Regions from separate parts of the Anser cygnoides genome. Here region 2 is linked to region 1. Evidence: chromatin contacts called from public Hi-C data. All regions are on one chromosome and are shown on one strand. The core of a region is the stretch at or near the end of the contact, and the rest is flanking DNA. Distances in the headings are between cores, read along the strand shown.

Region 1 (5,732 bases), core at 1,805-4,304:
CAGAACAAGCAGATGAAGCTCTCAGATCAGGATCACTTAGTTGTAGTCTCTTACAAGAGAGCATCAAGCACCATGAGCAGACTGAAGAGAACATCAACAGTACAATGCTAGATCTTCAAGACAAATCAAACTCAAGTTGCATTTTATTCTACCCACCTGTCCTTGCTCCCTTCAGGCAGAGCACCACTGGGAATTTCTATATAGAGGTTGTTGTTGTTCAGCACTGCTCTCCAACTAATGTGTTTGGCATCTGTAAGCCTTGACTGGACATTCAGAATTCTTGTCCTGTTATTAGATGTTAGTTCTTCTGTTACATTCAGCCGATTATCCTGTAGCAGTAATACGTGCAACATTACTTCCAGTTCATTTTGGAGAAGATTTAACTCCCATTAAAAGGGCTGGGACAAGAAAAGTTTCCCACCTACCAGAGCAAGTTGCTTAACATTACTCATACTCACCGAGTAAAATAAATTAGCTGAAAGATTGTGATCCCTCTGACTATTCCCTCGCCCACCTGGGATCTTCAGGGGTGGGTGAGGGACATCAGGAGCACCACCGAGGCCCCGGACCCAGGTTACTACAGCAATTGAAGGGAACCCTGGAACTAGAAAAGAATCACAGTTAAAGGTAAACAAGCAGCAGTGTTAGAGCCCTGGGAATTCTAGGTTTTACAGGGATTAGAGGGCACAGTTTTGTAGACTGAGGGAACTCCTCCCACTGCAACCTAGTCAAGTAGCAAGACAAAAGAACATACAGGCCAAGCACGAGAACATCACCTAAAGCCCAGATCTGCAGGCATCAGAAAGCTACTACTGTACTATACTGAATGAAATACTAGCTTGGAGATGAAAATACTCTCAACTTGGTATGAAGTACACTTCTGTATCATGGCAGCTGTATGTTTGACCTGATCTCAAGAAAGGAACCATTTCACTACCACGTATGCAAAATCCCATTTTCTTCCCCACCCTGGAAATCGTTTTTCCCTGTGATATACAGCCTTAATTACATTAGATCTTTGCATCAGCTCTTTTGGCTTGAGGTCAGAAAATTACATTAAATAGCCTCGCAGAGGACACTATCTCAAATGTTATCAGGCAAAGCTCAGAAGCAAGCTCTCGAGTTTCAACTTAAAGACCACATCTGATGATTTGGAAATCTCCAAGTCTTTCTACTGACTGACTTTTGGAGCAATTATACCTTGCTTAGCCACATTCAGTGTTTAAGGTGAAGAATGTTATCTTCAGATATGAAACATTTCTTCTGTGTGTGCTGTTTCATCCCATCTCTAAGCCTGCTTGGCTGTGAATAAGCCTTCTACTGTAGGAACAGCAATCGCTGTGCCGCCTGGCCCCTCCCTCTGCACCATCCTTCACCCTGCAGGCTCACTCTTGAGTTGCGTCATCTCAGCAGATGCAGCAATCGAGGCCCTTAGGGAAATTTTCACAATCGTCCTGTCTGTGAGTGCCAGCAGCCATTTGCAAATCAGAATAAACATGTACAAAATAATCCACCATTTTGCACAGTTCATACGAGTTTAATTTTTAATGAGCTTGGAATCTGTGATGAATAATCCGTATTAGAAAGGCAATGAATAGCCATATAGGTCAAATATTAAATGCCAGAAGGCATTAGTAAGCACAGCGGCTATGAAGCTATTAAACTAAAAATTATAATGTGCTCAATCTCAATTAAATGTGTTCAATCCATTATTTTAGACTCTCTGAAATGATTTTAATACTAGCATTACTTATTTTATTTCAGAATGATTGCAGATCTACGTATTCCTAATTAGCCTTACAAATAAGCCTTTGAACACCTTGTTCAGAACTGTGCAGTAGTAATCCTTTATGATTTCACCTTTCACCCAATGAAAAGCACTATATAATGAAGGCTGTCTACAGTTTATAACTGAGAATATATTTTCGTGATGTTTGGGTAATCTTACTCCTCTTGAAAAAAAAATCACCTCTCTTTAACCTGCAGTTAAGTATAAAAACAGCTTTCTGTAGCATTCTAGGGCTGGTCTCACAATGCACACACCAGGTCTGTTCTTCACTCTCTTTATTCAGGGCAGACCCACGTCCTAAGCTTCCATCACTGCAGCCCCGTCACCCCGATCCAGATCTCTTCTCCCCAGCATCTGTTAGGATTGTTTAATCCTTCCGTTGGCTTTTAAATTGAGAGCTCCCGTAACAGCCTTACGTTCTGCTTTAGGCTCAGCACCTCGATTACTTCTCCAGAATATCTGCGCTTACGTAAGGGGCTAACAGCTTCCAGCCCTTTCCCCTCTCTGCCTAATCCTGCCTTTTCTCCCCCTGGGGGCCGTGCCTTTTGTCTTCAGGAGCCTTTTCCCCCCGTTACCCCGCCGGGGAGGGGGGGGTACGGCGGATCAGCCCCCCGAGGGGCCGGGGGTGCCCTGCCCCAGCCTTCCCCCCTCGGCTGAGCCCAGCGCGGGGCCGGGGCCTGCCGCTAACGTGGCACCGCGAGGGGGCTCGGGGGGCGCCTGCCCGGGCCCGGCTGTGTGTGAGGGGGGGGCTCGGACGTGTCCCCTGGCACGGCTAGGGGCGTAACCGACCTTACGGCGCTGCCTTAGACGTCTGAAAATTAAGAAACAATAGTAATTTTTTTTGTATTTTTTCCCCTCCCCCCCCCCCCCCCCTTCTTTTACGGGGGAGGAGGCCAGGCCGCAGGGCCCGCCCCCACCACGGAGCAGCCCTGCCCCCGGTCCGGGGGGGAGGAGGAGGAGGAGGAGGAAGAAAACCAGAGCCGGCGGGGGAGGAGGGGGGGGGGGAGTGGAGGCAGCGGCGAACGCCCTGCGGTGCAAAGGCTGAGCGAGGCCCCAGCCCCTCACCTGCTCTGTCCGGTACTGAGGCTCAGCACGGCGGGCATGATGGTGCTTTTATTCCCCTCTTTCTCTCTAGCGAAGCAGTGACTGTTGAGTATCCGCTGCAGGGAGGATTTCACCATCCGGCCGCTCTGGTCCGAACCCCGAAACCCTCCGCTGCCTCCCGCCGGCCGCTCTCCAGGCGCTGCTACACAAAATGGCACCCCGGCCGCAGTGGGTCCTTATATACCCTCTGTGCGGCCACGCCCCCCCATGTGGTACCGCCCCCCCGGAGCAGACCACGCCCCCGAACAGGAAAGAGCTCCCGTGCGGGAACGGCCCAACTGTCACTTAGAAAGCCTCGCTTCCCATTGGCTAAAGGGAGAGCGGGGGCGGAACATCGAGCTCTTTCCCTATTGGCCGACAGCGCGAGGAGTTCGGCGCTGGTTGGAAAGGCGACGAGACTGGGAGTCACGGAGAGCTCCGATTGGCTACGCCTCCGCGGGTGGGCGGGATCTGGCGGGGCGGGGCGGGGCTGGGCTGGGAGGCTTCGGTACGGTGTCGCAACCCTCGCTGATCGCAGGGACGCCGGTTCGAGCCCCGCGTCCGGCGCCTCCGCCTGGCTGAGGTAAACTGCGGGGAAAGGGAGGGGCCGGGCCGCGCCTGGCGCATGCGCGGCGGGGGGGGAGGGGAGAGGCGGTGTCCCTGAGGGTGCCCTCAGCGGCCCGTAGGCTTGGGGCCCCGATAGGTCCTACAAGGGGATGGCTCCTGCGGCTTCAGGCTTGCCCTGCATGGGCATCATAGAATTAATAGAATGATTAGGGTTGGAAAAGACCTCCAAGATGAAAATTCCCCTCCCACCACTATCGCCAACTGAACCGCGTCCCCAAGCACCACATCCAACTTCTCCTTAAACACCCCCAGGGACGGTGACTCCACCACCTCCCTGGGCAACCCGTCCCAACACCTGACTGCTCTTTCTGAGAAGTAATGCCTCCTAATTTCCAACCTCAACCTCCCCTGGTGCAACTTGAGGCCATTCTCTGTAGTCCTATAGGCTGGATGCTGAGAGAAACGTCAAAAAAAAATAATTAACCAGTCACCCAAGTACAGGGCGGGGAGTCCCAGGAGGAATAGGCCGGGAGTGTGACCTCTTTTTGGTGCGCCCATCCTTGGTTGATGCTAGAATCGCAACGTCGCGTTTACCTTCAGTTTGTGTTTTATTCTGGCCACTGTGCGGTGTATAATTTTCAAGTTGTCTGGGTAGTGACTCTTAGTAACCTGAACAGAAAAAAGCCTCGTGCTGTACCTTCAATGAGGAAGCAAATAAAGGCTGGTTATTTACATAGCAGACGCTAACCTGCTCCCCGAGCCCCGTGACGAACCGTAAAGCTCCCCTGATAACTTGCACGGCGCTTCTGATCTCCTGCAAGCGCTGTGGGAACCCGAGGCTTCGAGGCACAGCTGCGTCTTTGCACCCCACTGCGAGAGCAAGGTCTGAAGGAAAGGCTGAGTGTTTCAGACAGCCCAGATCTCTTCTGGACAATACAGGTGTAAACGCCTTCTTAAATTGAAAAGAAAGCAGCAGTCAAATGTGTACGAAAATAAATACATGAGAATTCCCTGGTCCAATCTTTGACTCAGTCCGTTCTGAACATTTCAGCCTATTGCTTACTAGGTGATACCAGCCCCTTTCTAAAAACCAAGCCAGAAGCACATCGTGCAAGTCAGGACACATCCTAAGTGGTGGATGTTACTGTCCTACACTGAAAGAAAGCTAAAATAAAGGTTTACATGATGCTGAATTGAGTTTGTGGGCAGGTATGCCTTGTAAATGAAGTGGAAAAAAAGATTTTTATAGAGCCAAAGAAAACTACTAAAGATACATTGTAATGATTTTTTTAAAAAAATCATGGTTTTGTATAAAAATGTAGATGTCTGTATTCTTTCTTTTTTGTTCAACCCGGGCTACAACAAGCCTGTTTATTGCCTTCAGGTACTGTAGCTGCATCTGAGTATACATATATAATATTTTTATTGTGTTGTTTATATTTATTTGCTTTAAAATGTTCCCATCCAGGAGCTCTGAGCACATGGATAAACCATTGATTGGTTCCACTTTGAACAAGAATAAGTGTCTAAATCCCCACCCTCCTTCTGTGTCCTGAAACTGCTCTGATTGACTGTGATGGAACAAAGTGTATTGCCAAACGAAAACATTGTCTGTTCTCCTGCAGCTTAGACGACAAGCCTAGCCTGGCCAGCAGCCAGTGACTAGTCTGGGAGTCACGGTAAGTAAGAGGTACAAGAGAAAAAGCCTTTTCCTGCTGCAGGTGTCTGCACTTAGCTCCCAGAACACAAAATAAATGCGATGTTGGTGCTTTCATCGTACTCTCTACGTGTGGCTGTTGATTTATGGATGGGAAGCTGATTGCCATTTAATGCATTACCCAGAGACCAACTTGAAACAATAGGATAGCTGCAACTCAGGAATATTTGGACCAAATGAAGCACATCAGAGAAGATTTGGCAATTCATGTTTTGTGTGTTGTTTTAGAAAGGTTTTCCGGGGGGGGAAGGGGGAAGATATATTTGTTGATGGAAGGACTGCCTTAGCATTTTGGTTTAGGTTTCATTATTTCTAATAATGACATTTATTATTTATGTGGTAATCTGGCTGTAATTCCTGATAATGGCACTGTGTCAAAGGACATCATCTTTGCAGCTGCTTTCCTCTTTACTGTGGCACTGGAAACAGCTTTGCTCATTGGATACCTGTCATCTCAGTGGGCCATCACTCCATTTTACACTTGAGTGACCTGGATAACACTGTGGTGTTCTGTAGTCTGCAAAAAGCCCAATCAACCTGTTTTCTTTTTGTGCATTAAATATTGTGTGGGATTAG
Region 2 (5,732 bases), core at 2,263-4,762, 410 kb before region 1:
TATCCTACAGTAGCGAGAAAGAAGATGTAATTTTTTACTGAAGTTCCTGAAATGCAGCTGCTTTTTTTTTTTTTTCTTTCCCTGAGATGCTGGAAACATCTCCACTCTTCTGCACTTAACTTCTGCATGCATCTACTTTTGCATTAAATCCTCTTGAAAAAGTGGAATCACCTGTGGTGGGCATAAATAACATCCTAATATGGTTTTAGTTTTAGTGTTCAGGGGTTATAGACAAGATTTCTAAAGAGAAGTGATACCAAGCATCAAATGAAATGACTATATAGGCTAGAAATTCTAATCCTGCACTGCCTTTCACGCTTCATAAAGGTGTATGCAATATACTATTGTTTATATGTTGTGTAAAACAGTGGACAGCTTTAACCTATACCGTGTTGCTTCATAGGCCCACTAGAGTGAAGGTTTTAATGAGTATTAAAGAATAAAAAGGTATTTGAGGTATACCGTTTGCTACAGTTTTATTTATGAGAACAAAACTGCAGAAGAGTCGCCTTGCAGACTGGCTTTACTGAATCAGCTAAATAAAGGACAAATTAACACCTGGTGTCCTGGTGAAGACTCTGTGGCTTTGTTGAAGCTATGTTGATTTGTGAGAGATGAGATTTGGGTATGGATCCACACCTTAATTTGGGATTTTAGTGGGTTTTATTTTCTTTTTTCCTTCAGAGAGGCCTACACCTATTTGCTGTAGACCCTTTTCAAATGACCAGGAAGATGCTACAAGTCGTTGGTGGGAAAGATGACATGAGTTGTTGAGTTCAGAAATGCTGGTGCTATAAACAAACTCTTCTGTCTCCCTCGCTTCCTTGTGACCGCTTATTTACTGCCCTGTTTTCTCAGCACATTCATTCTTCCCATGTCGTCCTTCTTGTGGAAGCTGATGAAATGGTGCATTGGCTGCTCACCCCCCCCTCGTGTTATCTTTGAAGTCATTGACCTGAGGTGCAACTACACTTTGGGTTAAGTCACTTGCTACAAGTAACCCTGGAGTTGGAAATTTCTGAACTTTATTGGAGGAATACTAGCCCAGAATAGCTTACGGATCCAATGCCAGGGATGAACTGGGAGGGTGATGAAAGCGGTAAGTTGTGTAAACTGTCTTGGGTCATGTAAACGGGCAGATATGACTTGTTCCGTATGGCGAATGATTTAGTTAAGTAAGAAGCTAATTTCCACTCTCTCTCTCAGTGTTCACAGCTGTATTAAGAGATGTTTCTTTGGTTAGAAGAGGAAAGAATCTGCAAACTGAATTTATTCCGTTCTTCCAGGAAGCAGAGTGACTTTCTGTAGGTCACAGGAAACAGGTTTGTAACCAAAGTCGGGTGACCTGACATGCACAAACATGAAGTACCAGTGTCCCAGTCTGCGTTTATCCTGGACTTTGTTAAGGCTTTTATCTTACCTCTCTCATGTTGTGAGAGACACCTCTGTCCTTGTTGGTGTCATACTCCATCTTAGTTGATCCTGTATTATTAAGAGCTTCTTAACTTGCAGCCATCTCCTCTCCTCCCACAATCTTCTGGTGTCACTTTTAAGAGCAACTCAGCACAGTAATGGAAAGGTTTGCTCAAAGGGGAACAGTTTGCTGTGTTGTGGTTTTTGTTGTTGTTGTTTGTTTGTTTGTTTTATTATTATTTTTATTTATTTTTAGCATTTCTTGAATACCCTGTATTTGCCTGGTGTCCTCTGGAAGCTTGTTCCACAGTCAGACTCTGTAGCCAAGAACTCCTCCTCTTTCCCTCATGATCTCTCATGCTTTGGGATCTGTTTTGGGCAGGACAGCAGATGCGATAGTTCTTCAATCTGTGTCAAACTAAAATTAGAACTCCTCACTAGCATTTCACAGCTTCATTAATTTGGAAAAATCTGTATATGCTCTAATGTGTCCAAATCATTTAAACAATTAATTTAAATTGTTAGGTCTGCTTTACATATAACTTATACACAATTCATCCTGGTTGCAATTTTCATGGCATGAAAATTCAGTGAGATCAGGCTCGTGCTGGTGATCTAACCAAGTGCTGCCTGCAAAAAGCTTCCAGCCTGGTCAGGCCTAGCCAGCCAGTGCAGAAGTTCTTCTCAGGTGAGTGATTCTGCACTGCTCGGGCTTCCTTCCAGTGTTCCTTGGGCCAACTTGCTTTGGTTGCCTGGGAAATGAGAACCCTGGGACTTGCTTGAGTTAATGGATTGTATACATAGAGCCAGCAAAGGTGATACTTGATAAAGGGCACAGTCACTCTGGTGCGTTCACCGCCCCAGGAGTTCAAGCTCAACTACTCCATCTTTATTTAGAAAAGGCTAGGGCAGTCAGCACTAACAGTTCGTGTACACAAGAGCTTGCTCTTGGGACAAGGGAGGAGCTGATCCTCTGCAGGCAGCCAGAATGGCCGCTGTCCTCCTCATGGCAGATGCGTGAGCACCACCTGTGTTTCTGCATCATGTGCTTTGCTCTCCTCTGGTCCTTTGCCAGCAGCGTGGTCCCCTTTGGCTCCGGGACTGACAAGGGTTGTGCAGACACGCTGACATCTACCTCGGTAGTGTTGCAACCTTGCTCTGTTAAACAAGCAAAAAAAAAAAAAAGCAACTTGCCTAAGGTCGCTTGTTGGCTCAGGGCATTACCGAAAATAGAACTGGCTGCTCCTGCCCCATCAGTTAACCTTTGGGCTGTGCCACTGAATCTTTTTTTGGGTCTCTGAGAACGATCTGCCCCGCGTCGGCACAGAAGGTGCTACCTAGTGACTGGGGCATGACTGGGGCGGGAGGGTTAGCAGTCCTCTAAGCTCGCCGATCCGCCCAGCTCCCTGGATGCCGTCCGTGTCCTCGCTCTGCAGTGTAAATCCCCGCGTGGATCCAAACACGGCCACGCGAGGGCTTGGCCAGGCCACGCGTGGAGCGGATGAGGTTGCTGGGGCAGGGAGGGGAACAGCCCCTGGGCCTTGCGATGTGGGGCTCCAGGGCTGGCTTGGCAGCACCAGCACCGCTCCCCTCAGCACCGGCTGCGGCCCCAGCTGCGGCCCCGCTCTGCTGGCAGGAGCCCAGCCGCATCCTCCCCACCCTGTAGCAGCGGGAATAATGGCCCTGCGGGGTAGGAAAGGCAGGAAAAAGAAACACAGTTTGGAGGAATTTGGGGCTCTGCAGGCCAGCAGCAGCGATTAACGCGGGGGTGCAGCCCGGCCGCCTAACGCCACAATGAAAAGCCGGGCGCCAGCAGCTGCCAAACGACCCGGCCGCCGCTCTTCTTGTGGCAACAAAAAAAAATAAAAAAAAGAAAGAAACAAAGCTGGGCCCGGGAGGGAGCCCCCGCTTCGCCCCGCTCTCCTCTTCCAGCTCCGGGGGGCACGGAGCCCTCAGCCCCTCCCCGTTTTCCCCCTGCCCCCCTCCCTCAGCCCCTCCCCGGTTCCCCCCTGCCCCCCTCCCGCCCCCCGGTTCCCGGCTCTGAGCCCCGAGGGGTCGATGACCGCAGGTGACCCCCCGGAAGGAGGGGGCGTGGCCAAGAGCGGCGGGGCCACGCCCCTTCCAGTCCCGCGCGCCCTTAAGGGGCCCCGCGTGGCGGCGCGCGGCAGCCGCGGTGGGGGGCGTCTCGCGCGCGCGCGCTCCCGCTCCTGAGGTAACGGCGCGTGCGCGGGGCGGGCCGGGCCGGGGGGAGGCGCGCGCGCGGCGTGCGTGAGGGGAGCGGGGGCTGGGGGAGGGGCGGGCGGCTGCCAGCAGCGGGCCCTTGGGGGGGCTCCGGGGGGGGCTCCGGGGGCCCGCGCTGTGGAGACGCCCAGAGCCCGCCTTGGTGCCCCCGCTGGCCGGGGGGATGCTGACTCGGTCTCCGGAGGTTCCTCCAGCCCCAGCCGTGCCCTGGTGCCGTGCCCGAAATGCCCGGGGATGCCTCGGTAGCAGCGGTGCCGCCAGGTCCGGGCCTGGCTGGCCCCGAACAGCGGTGAAATAAAGCCCTGGGTGCGGTGGGGGCTGGCAGGGGCGCACCTGCCGCGTCTCAAAACGCGTTTCTGTGCCTCATTTCTGTGCTGCTTGTGCGCGTGTGAGGGAATTTCCCTTCACAGCCCGCTGCGTGCAGATCACGCAGGAAAACGAATAGCAGTTTCGGAAAAGAGGAACTCAGAAAGCGGCCCTCTGGTGACTCACAGTGGGGAATTCACCGAAAATATCCCAGCGCTCTGGAGGAGCGAGCTGCGTCAAACTCGGAGCAGCCGGTTACGTGCTGGCTGACGTGGCGGAGGGACCGCATGCCCTGGGCTCTGCCCTGCGCTGAGCCCTCCGGCCCTGCGGTGCTGGCACATGCCGGCCCTCTTCTGGGGGCAGGAAAGCCGTGGGTCCGGCTGCCAGAAGGATTTTCCATAGCTAAACCTATTTACTGAAGGTCTTGCCATGGGCGGCTTCATTAACCTGAAATTCAGCTCTCTGAAAGCACTGCAGCAGAGTCGTCGAGAGTCTGCATCGTGTGCTCACCCTGCGGGGGCTGGGGTTTATTTCCCCCGTGCTTTTCCTGCAGCACTTCACCACGCTGGCCTGTGGTCAGCGGGGCTGTCCCGGAGAAAACTTCTGGTGCTTAGAAGCTTATAACGCTGCCTCTTTAAAAACAAAGTTTATCTAGGAGAGGAAAAGCGGGTTGCTCGGCGGCTGTTTCCTCACTTAATAAATCTTCAGGGAAAACAAAAAGGTCAAGTTTCAATTTGGGTGGAAAACTGGAGAGGGAGGGAGATAATGCGGCGGTCTCCTCGAGCTGGTTTGCGCAACAAAAACTGGACAGGATCAGAGGTGCTGCCCGTATGAGCACAAGGAAAATAAAACAGTAACCGGGAGAAAAGGGGGCCTGTGCTAGCAAATGTTAGGATGACTGATGAACACACGCAGCAAGCGTAACTTGAACTGCTGTTTTTGAGGCTGTGTGTGTGTTTTGAGTGAAGGCACGTTCAGGCTCAGTTATAAACAAAATGTTCACCTCTGTAGCTGTGGCTGTCACAAGTGTGCCTGCAGTCCAGCTCTGCAGCGCTTTCTGTGGATAGTTCACATCCTTCCAGCCCTTGCAGGAAACAGCTCGCCCTCCAAGCAGAAGGTGGTTTGCAGTCAGATGGCTTAAGCTTTCACACAGCTGTAATTACAAGGGCGGTTGCTTTCACCAGGCTTTTGTTTGGGTGTGTGTTCCTCATGTTCCTACCAACTATGGCATGTTAGTGTGTTACTTCCCTTAGAAACAGCGTGTGGCAAGAGAGGATAGCTCCTGATCCTGCTCACCCGCCCATCGAGCTACCATGAGAGTCGAGTCAGGCTCTGGTGAGCGCCTGTGCGTCTTCCCTGTCTTCCAGCGGCTTGTGTAGCGCAGCTGGGGAGGTGACAAAGCATCGCGAGAGGAAGGGCTGTTGCTACATTGCTTAGCAGAGCTGATCAGAGTATATGTAGTGGCAATTGGTTTGTTTCTAACCGAAATTTGTTACAGAAAATGAACTACCGTTGTGGGATCCCTGTGGCCTGTGTTCACAAAGAGAACTTGCACAGCTAGGTTGCACTTCAGCTTTCTGCTTGTGTGCTTATGTTTCATGGCACAAGTGTCCTTGGGACAAGTGTCCAAAAATTCCGCTACTGCTTGTGCGTGCTGGTGCAACTCTTCTCTCGGTGTCGGGGGCCACGTGGCACTGACATGTGGATTCTCCTTGAAAAACCCAGTCTGCTGGGCATGGTGGAGGCAGTGATAACCGCGGTGCATCTCCCAG

What was found. A called contact is a pair of places that touch in the nucleus more often than the background predicts.
Region 2: a contact with region 1 is called in a Hi-C map of liver, with 1.8 times the contacts expected there. The contact joins the promoter of ACSBG2 here to the promoter of OAZ1 in region 1. A contact is called at or near these places in 2 of 7 Hi-C or Micro-C datasets (both in liver).

What each region holds. Positions count from the first base shown.
Region 1 is chr27:5,545,163-5,550,894 of Taihu_goose_T2T_genome, reverse strand. OAZ1 (ornithine decarboxylase antizyme 1) reads right to left here and starts at 3,054. Exons shown (of 6, transcript XM_048077751.2): 1 at 2,855-3,054; 2 at 547-604; 3 at 459-545; 4 at 157-329. The coding sequence starts at 2,970. It overlaps LOC125184497 (a long non-coding RNA gene), which reads left to right and starts at 3,185. Exons shown (of 3, transcript XR_007168605.2): 1 at 3,185-3,455; 2 at 4,908-5,118.
Region 2 is chr27:5,954,464-5,960,195 of Taihu_goose_T2T_genome, reverse strand. It overlaps ACSBG2 (acyl-CoA synthetase bubblegum family member 2), which reads left to right and starts at 3,512. Exons shown (of 15, transcript XM_048054086.2): 1 at 3,512-3,625. LOC136787025 (a long non-coding RNA gene) reads right to left here. Exons shown (of 3, transcript XR_010826792.1): 3 at 1,420-2,571.